2 separate regions of the Mus musculus genome follow, and region 1 is linked to region 2. A link is a contact called in public promoter capture Hi-C data. All regions are on one chromosome and are shown on one strand. Each heading gives the region's core, a stretch centred on a gene start, on an enhancer-like site or on the middle of the called end of the contact. The rest is flanking DNA. Distances are from core to core; before and after follow the strand shown.

The links. Promoter capture Hi-C pulls out the DNA fragments that hold promoters and counts their contacts.
Region 1: a contact with region 2 is called in a promoter capture Hi-C map of neural stem cells. The contact joins the promoter of Duox2 here to the promoter of Trim69 in region 2. A contact is called at or near these places in 20 of 39 promoter capture datasets (the 3T3-L1 cell line, 3T3-L1-derived adipocytes, the C10 cell line and 12 more), 3 of 484 Hi-C or Micro-C datasets (embryonic stem cells and pre-megakaryocyte-erythroid progenitors), 8 of 115 datasets of contacts at active chromatin or transcription factors (CD8 T cells, effector CD8 T cells, embryonic stem cells and 1 more) and 3 of 9 other capture datasets (adipose tissue, liver and pancreatic islet).

What each region holds. Positions count from the first base shown.
Region 1 is chr2:122,295,427-122,299,688 of GRCm38.p6, reverse strand. Duox2 (dual oxidase 2) reads left to right here and starts at 1,462. Exons shown (of 33, transcript NM_001362755.1): 1 at 1,462-1,593; 2 at 1,877-1,966; 3 at 2,149-2,313; 4 at 2,820-3,007; 5 at 3,170-3,371; 6 at 3,528-3,694. The coding sequence starts at 1,524. It overlaps Duoxa2 (dual oxidase maturation factor 2), which reads right to left and starts at 789. Exons shown (of 6, transcript NM_025777.2): 1 at 502-789. The coding sequence starts at 648.
Region 2 is chr2:122,159,393-122,163,840 of GRCm38.p6, reverse strand. It overlaps Trim69 (tripartite motif-containing 69), which reads right to left and starts at 3,133. Exons shown (of 7, transcript NM_080510.3): 1 at 2,945-3,133. The coding sequence starts at 2,950. The region is part of intron 2 of Patl2 (protein associated with topoisomerase II homolog 2 (yeast)); the gene reads left to right.

The DNA.
Region 1 (4,262 bases), core at 213-2,712, 140 kb before region 2:
AATGTAGTTCAGGACCTGGAGGCTGGGAGCTTGGAAATTTCTCTTGCTTGCTACACGTTTGAATCTTCTGTGAAACTCTCTTGAGTCTTTAACTCAACACAGTAAGAAAAGCACAGAAGTCCCCATTCTCTTGATCATGGTTCAAAGCACAGGACAGAGGGGCTAAGGCATTCAGAGACCAGAGACGGGGGGGGGGGCTGGCCGCACCCGAAGGCTAGACTTAATTCCAAATATACTGGGCTGATTCCCACTGCTGCTGCAGCTTCCAAAAGAAGCCAGCTGGAGTCTCTTCCCGGGATGTCCTGGACCAAGGAACCTCTTCCTCGGAAGAGTCGCTTACTGCACCAGACTTCTAAATTTGCATCTGCTGATCCTCGGAGAATCTTCCTTAGTCTCTTCTGTCCTGAGTCTCCAAGAAACTCTCTCCATATCGCACTATTACCCCCACGAAATCGGCTTCTTCTAGAATCCCTCTAGGGAGAACTTTGAATACCCCCTTACCGAGTGCCCACGGATTCCAGGCAAGATGAACAGGAAGCTAGCAGCCAAAGACAAGAACACCAGGATAACAATGAGCAGCGGTACGCTGAAGCTGGCGGCATGCCTGGGCTGGGGGTAAAAGGGTAGCACCCCGTCCCACGCAGTCATCCTGCAAGAAGTTCGAGAACTGTTCGCAGGCAGCGAGCTGGGATGAGTGATAAAAAGTCCGAGCCCTGCGGCTCTCCTAAGAAGCGCAGAGGCGTGATCTCCCGAAACTCTTTCCTGGCCCTGCGACTTCACGCAGTGTTCACAAAGAAACGCAGACCCCCTCCTTTTATAGGAGCGTGGGCAGCAAGCAGGGGCGGCGTCCAAACCAGGTAGCAGGGTCCTGTCTGGTTGAGGTCATGCAAACGAAGGGGCGGAGACATGCAAATAACTGAAATCCTGTCCTTAACTCGACCGCAAACCTCTGATTCACACATTCACACCTGCTAGCGGTGGCGCGAGCGACACCTGCTAGGCAGGACGAAGAGCGAAGGGTGAACGGGCATCCAGGAAGGGTGAAGATTCTCGGAGCTGCTCCCAGGAGCGGAGCAGGAAACAAAATCTCCAAGACCACGGAAGACTGTTGAACCGGACCGGATCCCTTACACCAGAGGTTGGGTCTCCTAGCTCCTTTCTCCCCTTTGAACGTAATTCATCCTAGATGAGGATGAGGTTGGCTGCGCGTCCCTAGCTCTCAGTTCATTAGCCTCTCTCCCTTTTCTATCCCCCTCCTGGAGAAGCAGTACTTGGGAAATTGGGCTGAGAGGACTAGGTTTTAGAACAAACCCCATAGACAGTCCCGCTGCGCTCCTGACCAGGGTGTTAATGTGCTTGAGATCAGCATCAGACAGGGTTAGGGTGGCAGACGGTCTTAATGCCAGAAAGCGCGTCGTGAAGATGTGGGACCTGAGTAGTACCTCTCTGCTCCTCTCCCAGTACCAGCCGTGGGAGTGTGCGCTCTTGACACACTACCCCCCACCGCCGGGATCAAGGACAGCATGCTTCCAACAAGTCCCAAGACTCTAGTTCTCCTGGGCGCTCTGCTGACTGGACCCCTGGGCCCAGCAGGTACGTAGTAGGGGCCTCTTGCTGAAGGGGCTAGCCAGTGTCCCACAGGAGTGTGGAAAGAGAAGGGAAGGCAGATGGCGCCTGGAAGCTGGAAGGGTTGAGCCATCTCTTATTGAGCTATTGAGTTGGAAGACTTCTGACCGCCTCGGCTCAGCGGCCAAAGGATTGGAGATGGCGTTCATTGGCAGGAGTTAGCCAGCTGAGGAAGGAGCCTAAAGCCCATCGGGTCATTCAGGGCATTCTGGAAGGTTAATGTTAAGTGGGAGGCTTTCTGCTCCCACAGGTGGCCAGGACGCACCCTCACTGCCCTGGGAAGTGCAGCGCTACGACGGCTGGTTTAATAATCTGAAGTACCACCAGCGCGGTGCGGCTGGTAAGCCCCGGGCTCTGTAGGGAGGGCGTGCAGTTGGAGTGTGGGGAGAGGAGCCGGGGCGGCCTGCGGGATTGCATTCTCACCACATTCTTATCCATTCCTGGGGGTAGGAAATGGGAGGGGGCATGTGGGGCTTCTTGGGGACCCAGAGCGTTGATCCAGATCAACTCTCTGCGCTCCAGGCTCGCGGCTGCGTCGCCTAATACCGGCTAATTATGCTGACGGTGTTTATCAGGCTCTGGAAGAGCCGCTACTGCCCAACCCTCGCCGGCTAAGCGATGCTGTCGCTAAGGGCAAAGCAGGGCTGCCCTCGGTCCACAACCGCACAGTGCTGGGGGTCTTCTTTGGTGAGTATAGGAACAGGAAACCAGGGTGGATCTGGAGCTTGCTGAGTGTCCAGGGAAAGGACCACCGCAACTTGCAGAAAAAAGAACTTTCCAAGAAGTGCTTCTGTTATCATCTTTGAGGGTTTGGGTGTGATGCGGGGATCTTTCTCTTACTTTACTTCAAACCAACACGTACATTGGGTCCCCACTAGAACTCTCAGAAACTTATGCCCTGACCACTGCTGTCCTCAAGACTCTCATGACTGCCACACAGAGGTGAAGGGAGCTTGTTTTCAAATCGTATCCGCCTCCCCCCCTCCCACCCCCGAAACGATATTGGCATGTTCACAAGGGGATGCTACGTTTTGTTTGCATCTTAGAAGATCAAGTCTGGCGGGGGGGGGGGGATAAGCTGAAGAGACAGCGTTGAAGCTTGTGCTCTGGCCTCTGTGTCCTGATAATTCAGAGGCTCTCCTAAGGAGAGCGGGACCTGGTGATTTATCTACCACTTTGCTCTCTTAACCCAGGCTACCACGTGCTCTCAGACCTGGTGAGTGTGGAAACACCAGGCTGCCCCGCAGAGTTCCTCAACATTTACATCCCACGTGGGGACCCGGTGTTCGACCCTGACAAGCGCGGGAACGTGGTGCTGCCCTTTCAAAGGAGCCGCTGGGACCACAACACTGGACAGAGCCCCAGCAACCCCCGGGACCAGGTGAGGCCAGGCAGCCAAAGGCAGGAGGGCAGAGAGGCGGGAAGGGGGTCTGAGGCTGGATCCGCTGGAGGCCTGGGATCTGGCTGGGAAGACCAGACACGGTGAGGCTCTCCCTACCAGCAAGGACCTGCCTGGTCCTCCTGACTCTGCTCATCCCTGCAGAGCAACCAGGTGACCGGCTGGCTAGATGGCAGCGCCATCTATGGCTCCTCTCATTCCTGGAGTGACACTCTGAGGAGCTTCTCTGGAGGACAGCTGGCTTCTGGGCCTGACCCTGCTTTCCCGCGGAACTCCCAGAGCTCTCTGCTCATGTGGATGGCGCCGGACCCCTCCACGGGGCGGGGCGGGCCACAAGGGGTGTATGGTGAGGCTGCGGGGGTCCTGGCAGGAGGTGTAGGGTTAGAGGCACCAGGCTGCTTGGAGGCCCTGTACTGGAGGAGGGGGGGACTGCCTGTGGGTCTGGGCTCCCCTGACTCAAGCTGTTGTCCATCTCCTGTCCTGCTTCCCCACATGGATGCAGCCTTTGGGGCCCAGCGCGGGAACAGGGAGCCCTTTCTGCAGGCTCTGGGCTTGTTGTGGTTTCGCTACCACAACCTGTGTGCCAGGAAGCTGGCGCAGGAGCACCCGCACTGGGGGGATGAGGAACTGTTCCAGCATGCTCGCAAGAGGGTCATTGCCACCTACCAGGTGAGTCGTGCCGCCTGCCTGGAGTCCACCTGTGTGTAGGGTCCAGAGAGACTCTGCACCCCCAACAAAGCTTCCGGGGTCCTGGACAATGCCTCTTCCCTATATACTCTTTTCTAGGAGGGCCCTTCTTCAGGGAGAGGTAATGTGTAGGGAAAACTACTGTACATTTTAGAGAGGAAACCCTTTATTTATGCCAGATAATTTGGGATTTGATCATTATTTAACATATCTCTCTTCTCAATAAATTCTTTGAAGCATCTAGCACTTGATGCTGTTGGGTTTTTTATGCTCTTTCTCCCATGATGTGCCCAAGGTCCAGGGAGACTCGGCTCCCCCAGGAAAGCTTTCCCAGTCCTGGATAGCGCCTCTCCCCTCCCTAGTTGTGGCCCTTATTCCCAGAAGGGCTAATGGGAATACACAAACACACACACACACACACACACACACACACACACACACACACACACACACACACAGAGAGACCCTGTGAATGTTTACATGGGTGATTTTGCTTGTGATTATAATTTAATTGCCTGCCCCTCCTTCCCCTACAACTAGCCTTCCCTGG
Region 2 (4,448 bases), core at 1,884-4,383:
GGCCTTTACTGTATTCTGTAAAGATTTTTCCTAAGCTGGTGCCCAAGCTCCTTAAAGCCTCTAACTTCATCTTAAAGGGGTTGAAGGGTTGTCTGGCATTTTGCTTTTTTTTTTTTCCTGTCTTTTTCATTCTCCTTGAGTTAGTTGTTTGTTCCTTTGGGACAGGATCTCAAATTATAGCCCAGGCTTCCCTCAAACTCAAAAGCTTCCTGCCTGTGCCCTCCCACGTGCCTGCCCACGTGCTAGGATTACAGGCATTGGCGAGCACTCATGGTTCCCTCGTTACAGTTTTGACTTTACAAAGAATGAGAGGTTCTTTTGAAGGGAAAATCATTATTTTTATTATTTCACCATTCAAAAACAAAAAGCCCACCGGCCGGTGATGACGCACGCCTTTAATCCCAGTACTCGGGAGGCAGAGGCAGGCGGATTTCTGAGTTCCAGGCCAGCCTGGTCTACAGAGTTCCAGGACAGCCAGGGCTACACAGAGAAACCCTGTCTCGAAACCGCCGCCAACCCCCCACCAAGAAAAGCTCAATTTTCACTAGCACTTTATCCAACATTTCTATACATTTAGGGAAAGATATGCATGTGGTTTTTTTGGGTTTTTTTTTTTTCTGTCTTTTTCATTCTCCTTGAGTTAGGAGAGAATGTATATGTGTTTAGGAGAGAATGATGGTGGTGGAGGAGGGTATGATTTTCAGTGTGCTACACCATCTTGACAAGACAAGTAACGAAAGCAGGACATCGACATCCTTCTTCTAGCCTCTGTGTTAGCGCGCGCGCACACACACACACTGCCACCTGAGTACTCATATATGTGTGTATAATCACACTCTCTGTGGGTGCCACTTCTCAAAGAGTATAAATTGAGTTTCTTTGAGCCCATCAGAAGGGAGACTCGAGGTCAATATTTATATACAGAATAGTTATAAACAATTCTATATGTTATTCTTTGCATACTTGACTTTTTAAATTAAGATTTCTATTCAATGTCTACTGAATGTGTTAATTTAAAATAACTGCCTTCCCCACTGTCCACACTAAAGGATCAGGTCTGCATATGTCAGGTGACTTCCTTTTCCTTTCCCAGACCACAGACAGACTTCTGGACCATTTCATAGGCTGTCCAGCAACCCCAACTGTCGCCTAATGCAAAAGATGACTATGCAAACCAGACTCTCTCATGAATCTGAAAACAAAGAATAGAAACAACTGCTGAAAAACACCGTGAGATACATTGTAGAACACAAAAAACATGGCCCAGAAGTCATTAAAGAAACATGGTGAATTTGAGGCCAGTCTGAGTCTACATATCGAATTCCAAGACAACAAGAGCTGAGAGAGACCCTGTTGGAAGGAAGGAAGGAAGGAAGGAAGGAAGGAAGGAAGGAAGGAAGGAAGGAAGGAAGGAAGGAAGGAAGGAAAGGAAGAAAAGGAAGAAGGAAGGACAGACAAAGGCAGGATCTGGCATATACATTTTAAACAAAAAGCAAAAGAAATGGAGAGGTGGCAGGTAGAATCAGTTCATTAATAGAGATAAGAATTACAAAGGAAAGGGCTAGAAAGACTGCTCCATTGTTAAGAGCATTTAAGTCCTTAGAGGACTAGAATTCAGATCCCAGAACTCATAAATCTCTGTAATTCCAGCTCCAATGGATCAAAGTCTTCTGTCCTCCTTGGACACTCTCACACACACCCACACTCTAAAAAACATTTATAGCCTAGTGGTGGTGGCGCACACCTTTAATCCAAGCACTCAGGAGGCAGAGGCAGGCAGATCTCTGTGAGTTCAAGGCCAGCCTGGTCTACAGATGGAATTCCGGGACAGCCAGGGCTACACAGCAAAACCCTGACTTAAAACAAAACAAACAATTACAGAAAAAACCAACGAGGAAAGCTGTTGCATTACATTAACTATGCCACTGTCCTCTGTCTCTTCCTGAGCTCTTATGGCCAGCACATTACTTGGCTGTGGTAGGGGCTTAAGGAATGTGTTGGAAGTAGCTTGTCTGAATCTCTGCTCTTTAAGAATACTCTTGGTCTCCACCCTCTTGAAACCTGAAACCCTCTCCTTTGGCCCCGAGTGCACTACTACCCTGGTTCTTTCCCCATGAGTAATTTCCATCCCCCTTTCTATTCTTAGTATCTTCTCTGGCTTTCTTCTAGCTCTGCTCTCTTTTAACAAGTGAGTAATTTCCTGACTTCGTGTTCAGCCTCACAGAAGTAAATCCTAAATCTGTACCTCTGGGTTCTGACCCACTCGGCATCCGGATCCATGTACTGAGATTCCTTGATGGGTTTCCGTGGAAACCCGGCTTCCTTAAAGTAAATCGATGTTTTCTTTTGTCTGTCAACACTAAAGTTTAGAATACTAACTTCCTTTACTTTAGTTTTAAGGTGTTAATTTAAGACGTTTAACTGGGCTGGTGAGATGGCTCAGCAGGAAAAGATGCTTGCTCCCAAGCCCGACGACCCAAACTCAGTCCCTGAGATCCACATGGTGGAAAGAGTGAACCTAATCCTGCAGATTTTCCTCTGACTTCCACACATGTGCTCTGGTATGCACGCCCACATATCTACACAAAATACACAAATGTGATTTCTAAAAATGTTTAACTGCACCTCTGTTGTAAATATAACATACCAAGACCTATAGTATGAAAAAATGTTATAACTAATAATTCTTCATCTAAAGATAGTAGTTATATTGATAAAGAGGTTAACTTTTGTATAATGTTTGTCTTAATTATCAAAAAGTTATGGTGGACCTCCTTACTTTCTTACCCACATCTCTAATTTCTGTTTATCCAAAGGCCTAGAGTTTAGAAGGTAAAGGCTACATGTTAAATATTTCTTTGATTTCCCTTCTTGATCCACAATCAATACCCTGTTTCCTACCCTGTGTGTAGAAAACCCGCTGAGTGGTTAGAGAATAACTTACCTCCATGAAACTTGGTCATTAGGCCACCAGGGGGCAGAGTCAGGCAACTTGGCTTTGCTCAGTGAGCCCAGGATGGCTGCAGACCAAGAGTTCTGGGCCTGTTAGTATGCTAGGAATGGACTCAGAGCCCATGAGAGGAGGAGGGAGAAGAGAGTTCAGGAGCTGAAGAAGACAGACAAGGCCAAAGCTAGAGATCCAGCAGGTTCCGTGACAGTTTGTCAGTTGCTTTGATGATATTCGCGTCTGAGATAGACAAACTCTGATTGGATTGGAATGACCTGCCAACCCCTTTTATTATTTTATTTGGGATGGGATTCTTTTAAACTTCAGGTGGTAATCTAATTTTTAAATGTTTAATCTTGAGTTATGTGTGAGTATGTTTGTGCTCGAGTGTGTGTCATGTATGGAGGTGCCCACAGAGGCCAGAGAGGTGGATCAAATTCCCTGGAGCTGGAGTTACAAGTAGTTGTGAACTACCTGATGTGAGTACTGGGAGCCAAACTCTGGTCCTCTGTAAGCACCATAAATACTCTTAATGGCTGAGCCATCTCTCCAGCCCTGGTAATGTAATTTTAAGGTTTTCAGATCTCACTTGGGAATGAGGCTGCTCGAGGGAAGAGAGAACAAACAGCAGCATCAGCTGTACCCCTGACTGGAGCGGCTTCTCTTTATCCTAGCTGGACCCGTCACCTCCAGACACAGAGCCTTTCAGGGGTAGCTGTTTGGCTCTCCCTGTCTTCTTGGCATCTCCTGAAGCAGACCTGATCAAGTAGCAGGGTCTGGAGCTGGACCCTAAGGCAGCAGGGAAAGATGCTGTTCACACAGCTTTCTCTAAAAGTCTAAGTAAGCACTTTTAGCTTAGACGCTCGTCCCTAGACCATGCTCAAGTCTGGGAGCCCGCGGGTTTGATGTTTTGCTTACAGTAATTCTAACTCAGTATATTGCCTTGAGTGGTTAGTGTCTGCCTGCTATCCAGCCTTAGCATGGACAACAGCATGCCAGAGTTAGAGACTGCCCACAAATGCCTTGCTTCTCTGGCTTTGCACAGGCTGCCCCTCCTGCCAAGAGAGTTGCTGAGAAGTCAGAGCAGGCTGTGTGCAGCAGCAGCACCTGGCAGATGTTTCTATCACTGCTCTGGGTATACTACATTCTTCCTTTCATTAAACCGATTTGTCTTCAGATCTCTTTCCCAAGAAACCGCAAGCTTCTTGTGAGAAAGAACTGTCTTCTTAGCCCCCAGGCCTTCCATGCTATCACTCTGTAGTAAACACTGGCTTAGTGAGAGAGTTCGAGGGGCCCTGTGAATGATCTGCACACCCTCCTTCTGTCTGCTTGTTTTCTTAGATTTCAGGGTTATTGTCGTTGTTTGTGTTTGTTGTTTGGTTGATTGGTTTGGGTGGGTTTTGTTGTTATTTTGTATTTGTTTTGGATTTTGGTTTTCAAGACAGAGTTTCTCTACATAGCCTACATTCTGGCTGTCCTAGAACTCACTATGTAGACTAAG